Regions from separate parts of the Mus musculus genome. Here region 1 is linked to region 2. The links are chromatin contacts, called in public Hi-C maps. All regions are on one chromosome and are shown on one strand. Each heading gives the region's core, a stretch centred on a gene start, on an enhancer-like site or on the middle of the called end of the contact. The rest is flanking DNA. Distances are from core to core; before and after follow the strand shown.

Region 1 (3,121 bases), core at 379-2,878, 120 kb before region 2:
GAATCAAACCCCAGGCTTTGGACCAGAAATCTCTTCTTAAGAGCTAACCATCCTAGTTAAGTATTAAAGTCATTCTCTCAGGGCAGCTGGAGTAGTTGGGAAAGGACAGCCAGAGAGGCGACGATGTCATCAGGCCTCACCCCTTCCTTCCCTGCTGCATGCGCTGCACATACCCTTGCATTGGAGATGACCGGTGGCTTCCTTCGTGGCTAGTGAGGTGGGTCCTGTGTGGTCCACAGCTGCCTGTAACTCCTACTCAAAGGGATTTTGCTCCCTCTTTTGGTTTCTATGGGCATCATGCACCTGTGCCCATATCTCTCCCCCACCCCAAACACATAATTAAAAATTGAATAAAAATCTAAGATTAATACAATGGCAGTACTGCCTTTAGGTGCAACTTGAGATGGTATAGGCCTTAAAGGAAAGTTATTAACTCCCAGGACTGAAGGCTGACGGTGGGGAAGGGAGCTGCACTCAGGGATCTGTCTGAGAGGATCTTCATCCATGCTTCTCTCGGTATCTCCCTACACTAAGTCTGACTCATCCTGCTACCAAGCCTCTGTTCTTGTGTGTACTACACCAGCTAAAATCCACATGGTCTCTTACCCTAGGAAGATGTTGGATGACAATGATGGAATCCATAGGCCCCTCCTTTTGTCTGCATCAGCTGACCTTGATCCTTTGCCCTTTCCTGTCCACGGAGATTCCCTCAAAAAACCCTGAGTGAATTTGGAAAGAGGAAAAGGGAAACAGAAGATGAAATTCAGGAATCTATTACTGTACCTATCTTCAATTAGGGCACGAGTATGTTCTTTTATTTCCCTTCTTACCAGTTTACCAAGAAGCCATCTTCGAACTGGGGAGTGTTGACAGCTGTGGATCTCACCTGGACAGGCACACAGTTGATGACATCATTTCAGTCTTGACAGGATGCCTTCGTTTTACACGATGAACTCTGACCCTCTTGCGGGTCACGTCCCTCTTGGGGATTTGTTAGAATCCAGATTTAACTACCTCTCTACTAGATTTGCTTTTATAGATCTTCAGTGAGGTAGGGACTGGATATGTGGATGGTTAATGAGTATCCAAGGGGTTGTTATGATCAGACCAGTTTAGGAAATAGTGTAGTAGTGGTGGTGACGAGTGAGAAATGTCCTCACAGGCTCAGGTACTTGAATGTGTGGTTCCATGTGCTGTTTGGGAAGTCATGGAACCTTTAGGTGGTGCAGCCATGCAGGAGGAAGCACGCCACTGAGGGTGGGCATTGAGTGATCATGGCCTCAGTCCTCTCTCTGCTCTGTTTGCAGTGACAGAAGTGATTTTTCTTAGCTTCCCACTTTCTGGTCATTGTGTGTTATCACAACAGGAAAGCGACTGACACACTGACATCCTTTGCTGTGGCTGTTAGAGAACACAATAATCCCACCGGCTGGGTAAATGGCTCTGTAAATGTCCAGTGTTGAGGTTTCGCCTTTTACTGTCTATTGTAATGCTAAGTGTGGGCCCCCAAGACCTGGAGTCTGCACACAGCTCATGTGACCCTGTCCCCAAGTTAATTCTGATTGGTGAATAAAGATGTCAATAGCTGTGCAGAAGAGACATAGGTAGGGTTTAGGATTCCCAGGCTTGTGGGAGAGGAGCGCTCACTGGAGAGGAGGAAGGAAAGTCACAATGGGTTAAGGGTCAAGGGTCATGAGAACTACCCAATCAGAGTTAAGAGCAGCCCAGATGGAACATGGTAAATAGTAAGTAATAACTCAGGGTTATCAATAGTGAAGTGGATTCTAACAGCTTGGAGGTGAGGTATCCATCCGTTCAGCTATTGTGCTGCTTAAGGCTTGTAACTATGAAGGCTGTGAGTGTGTTTTTCATCCAGGAACTCAATAACCAAAGGTGGGGTAGAAACCTCGGCTGGGATTTAAATAATTTATTATAACACTCCAGAGGTAAGGTATGGATTTAGGGTGCTGATATCAATTTCAACTGTGCATTCTTTGTCATCCCCTCCCTTCTTCCGTCTCTCCATCCTTTTCCTCCTTTCAGGCTTCCATCTCTGTTTTATTTTCAATCGCGTGTCTTTGTGCCCTTGTGTCGGTCCCACTGAGGCCAGAAGAGGGCACCCAGTCACCTGGAACTGGAGTTACAGCTGGTTGTGAGCTGGCTGATATGGGTGCTGAGAACTGAGCTTAGGACCACAGCAGGAACCTTGCTTGCTTTTAAACCAGAGAGCTACCTCTCCAGTCCCATCTTCCCCTGTTTGCTTCCTTCCTCCCTTCTTCTCCTCCCCCCACCCCCCTCTCTGTTTTTGTGGTACAGAGGCTCACTCTGCTCAGGCTGGCCTGGAACTCACTTTGTTGCCAGGGTTGACCTTGAACTCCAAATGTTTTTGTCTCTGCATCCCCAAAGGCTGGGATTTCTGGCTCACACCTCCGGGCTCACTCTCCCATTTTTGTCTTCTCCTTGAACAAATTTTATTGTACTATTTAAGTATTATATCACAAATTATTATTATTTTTGCAAACAAAGTAGACTATAATAGAAGGAATTCTGGCAGGATGTAAAGGGACGGATTCTACGGGTCATTCTGAAGACACTTTTCGATGGACTGTTTCTGGAAGTGTGAAAGCCACCCAGAGATGTTTCCACAAGTCACAGCAGGCTGGGGAGGGAGTATCAGCTTGTTTCTTAGGCTACTACCCCAATTTAGCATCAACCTAGTGACTTAAAACTTCCTCACTTTATTGTCTCACCATTCTGGATGCCAGACATCTGAAATGAGTTTTTCAGGGTGAAGACATGGTGTTGACAGGGGTAGATCCTTCTGGAAGTCACAAGGGGAGAAATGTGCTTTATTATAGCTTCAGGTTGCTGCTGGCACTCCGTGGTTTATGTCCTTGTCACCTCAGTCCTGGTTTCTCTGATGACATAGACTTCTGTTCTGCATCAAATTTCCTTTGGGCCTCCTCATGTGTGTGTGTGTGTGTGTGTGTGTGTGTGTGTGATGTGTGTGTATATATGTATATACATGTATACATGTGTGTATGAAGGTCAGAGGTGAGCCTTGGGTGTTGCTTTAGACGTATTCATCTTATATGGTATGCATGTGGTATATGTGTGCATT
Region 2 (3,160 bases), core at 65-2,564:
CCATCTGCCTCAGAGATCAAGCCAACGTCCTTCCATCTTAAGGGATCAGTCTGTGTCCCTCTTTCTTTTGTTCCATGGCATCCTTTCCAACTCTTCAGTACCATCAGGCCTTCCTGAGTCTAAGCGTGTCAGACAGGTCCCGCCTTCCTCCTGACTTCTGCCTCTGTACTGAGTTGTCTAATGAACTCACATCCTTATCTTCCCCATATCTTGTTCAGACGTCACCTTTCAGTGAATCCCACCTTGACTGGCCTATTTCACATTATAACCTATATAAAGGTACCCCTATACCCTTTTATTTTACTGTATTGATTTCCAACAGCACAAACACTTTGAACCCTGCCATTGGATTGGCGTATGAACCCTACCGTCTGATTTGCATAATCATCATGTTTAAGAAACCACCTGTGCGGTCCTTTCCCCAAGAGTATGAGCTTCAATGTGGGAAGCTAAACATGTATTTTTTTTAAACATTGGTTTAATCTGATTTTGTTTAATGTTTTGTATATTGTATAGTATACTTCCATCACCTACATCAGCACTGGGAACTGAACAGTGAGTTCTAAAATAAACATCAGTGGAATGAATGAGTAAAAAATAGCACACAGGTCTAATATTATACAAAGTGTGATCCTGTGACCTCTCTAATCCTTGAAATAGCACACAAGGTTGATATTATTATTATTATTATTATTATTATTATTATTATTATTATTATTTCTCAGAGAGGTTAAACAAGTTGTCAAAGACCAAATGATCAGCAGGTGGTCAGCCTACCCCTGTGCAGAACAGGCTTCCCAAGAATAAACACTGACTGTGTATTGCATGGTGAAGGGCAACTGTAACAGCAGACTGTAAGTTTGGGGCCAGCCTGGGGTACATACTGAGTCTCTGTCTCAAATCACCACAAGAAAACAAATAAACAAAACCACCAACTAACCTGCCCAGCTGTTTGGCAGATATTCTCCAGGCAAACCTTCTACAAAGCCAGTATTCTTGCCTCTTCATGGTCATAGGCATGTCTGCAAACACTTCAACCTATGCCCTTGGAAACTTGCACTGTGGTGAGAGGCTATAAGGCCCAGAGGCTCATTAAAGCTTGACCTAGATGGTCAAACACACAATTGGGAAATGACCCGTGGTTCCATTCATTTCTCGTGGAAAATATTTTTTGAAATCGTTAGCAAACTTCCCTGTGATGAAATTCCCAAGAAAGCTTGTGTAGCCTTTTCATTTCCTCCGGCTACACATGCTTTCCTGAGAAGACAGCAGTGGGGGAGGCTGAGCTCCTCTGGGGACTCTGCAAGATGACTTCCTCTAACACTGCTTCTCATTGCTCTGTGGATGAGTCTCCTGGGCACGCCTGGGCTTCCCGTGGAAGGAGGAAATGCTCATTTCTCGGAGTAATAAATCTGGGTATGATATTAAAATGAGCTCCTTTGAGACTGGCTGGGGTGCTGAGTCAAAGTACCTTGTAGCTGAGTCTTGGGTTGCTTGGAGCAGTCTCTGGGATGAGGTGGTTGCAGCAAGGTCAAAGGCTCTTTGCTGAGGGTGGAATGATGACTTAGGGGAGCTCACTAGGATGTGGGATGATATTTGAGACTAAGGCAAGGGAAATCGTGTCACCTCTGCCTCCTGATCCTTGGTTTCAGGCATTTGTAGCACTGAATGGTATATGTAAGTACCAGGAACTACCTTAAGAAACCATTAAACTTGCCTGGGTGTTATAAGTAGAGAACTCAGCAGCCAGATACTGTCTTCTTGAAAAGGAAAAAAGTGTATTTAAAATATGTCAGACTGATGAGCCTAATCTGGCAGTCTTGATGCACCAGGATTGGGGGGGATACTGGGAGAAGGGCTCCCTCTCAGAGGAGAAGAGGAGAATGATGGGGGAGGCATTCTGGGAGGGGGGCTGGGAGAGGAAACAGCATTTGGGATGTAAATAAATAAATATTAATTAAAAATCTGTCACACTGGGGAAAGTTTTAGAGGATAGATAGGAAAAAACAAAAACAAAAACAAAAATATAAACTTAATAAACAAGACTTTCTTAAGCTCAGATTTAGAAACTGCCAGCTTCACCTCTCTCAGGTGTGATATAGACATGATAAAGGCAGTCACTTAGTGGATGCTTGTGGGTGTACAAGGTTATCTGCAGCAATGGTTATCTCTTAGGTTAGAGGAGAAGCTTAAAGAAACCAAGACTGACTAGACAAAACTCACAGTCTTAAAAAAATATCCAGGGCATGTTTACACATATTCTATACATCTTTCCTACAGACTTGAGTGTGGAATTGCTTATTTCAGCGAATCCCTGAGTCCTTTCAGAGATGAAACTGTCCTTGAGACCAACTCATCTGATTCTCTATCCTGTGAAGAGAGACATGAAGATCTCTTCTGGTTTTCTCACCCTGTGTTCACAAGAGTGGCATCCGCTGCAAGCAGCAGTGTCAGTACCGATACTACCATGAGCTACTACCGGGGGACACTGGGGAGCCTTGAGACAGACACTGCATGTGTTGTTCCATTTCGACTGCAAATCAAGCTCTGAAGGGCTTGGTTCCATTTTAAAGAGGCAGAGGACCAGGTGACAGCCTTCCTGAATAGATGTTTCTAGATGATGTTTGCTGACTTTGGAACAAACTTTCGACTTCCTGTTTTGGTTCAACATACCTCACAGGATGTGTGCCCTTCCAGAGTGTCCTTGTCCACCAAGCTCCTTTCAGTCAAAGCTCATTTCCTTCATTAGTAGTTCTCCCTGGACCCCAGTGCTTTCCCACCAGCCTTACAAGCTACAGTGTCCATCAGAGTGCATTTCAGCCTCATGATCATGTTCTTTCCTGGATCCTTTTCCCTGACGGGAACTAGGCTTTGAGTCTCCCACACCTTCCTTCCTTAACTCATCCTTCTGAGGCTTATCACCATTTGATATTTTCCTTCTTTGTCTGGAGGTTTGTTTGTTCTCTGCATCTGCCCACCAGCGTGTGGTGTAGGGGCTCATTGTATCTGTCGTGCCTGACAGGCAGTATGTGCTTAAAAGTTGGTGGATGTATGATTGAGTGGCCCAGCCACAGGCTTTAGTTTTACTCTCCTACTTCACTTGGAAATTTATCCACTGCTTGATTCTATCAAGCCAGCTTCACCTTAATACTGTGTGTGA

The links. Hi-C and Micro-C count contacts between places; a contact is called where the count stands out from the background.
Region 1: a Hi-C map of bone marrow-derived macrophages shows a contact between it and region 2, with 33 read pairs. The contact joins the promoter of 4930488B22Rik here to the enhancer-like site in region 2. A contact is called at or near these places in 9 of 39 promoter capture datasets (the 3T3-L1 cell line, the HPC-7 cell line, hematopoietic stem and progenitor cells and 5 more), 4 of 484 Hi-C or Micro-C datasets (bone marrow-derived macrophages, brown adipocytes, cortical neurons and 1 more) and 4 of 115 datasets of contacts at active chromatin or transcription factors (bone marrow-derived macrophages, fetal liver, fibro-adipogenic progenitors and 1 more).

The regions. Positions count from the first base shown.
Region 1 is chr1:184,711,004-184,714,124 of GRCm38.p6, reverse strand. It overlaps 4930488B22Rik (RIKEN cDNA 4930488B22 gene), which reads right to left and starts at 1,628. Exons shown (of 3, transcript NR_040627.1): 1 at 831-1,628; 2 at 607-719.
Region 2 is chr1:184,588,990-184,592,149 of GRCm38.p6, reverse strand. No RefSeq gene overlaps it. Among named protein-coding and RNA genes, the nearest start is that of Gm23349, 10 kb to the right of the region's middle. Within about 2 kb of position 1,314, at least 12 of the 459 cell types and tissues checked have an H3K27ac peak or open chromatin away from gene starts, as enhancers often do. A contact at or near this core is called in the HPC-7 cell line and bone marrow-derived macrophages, where this site is marked.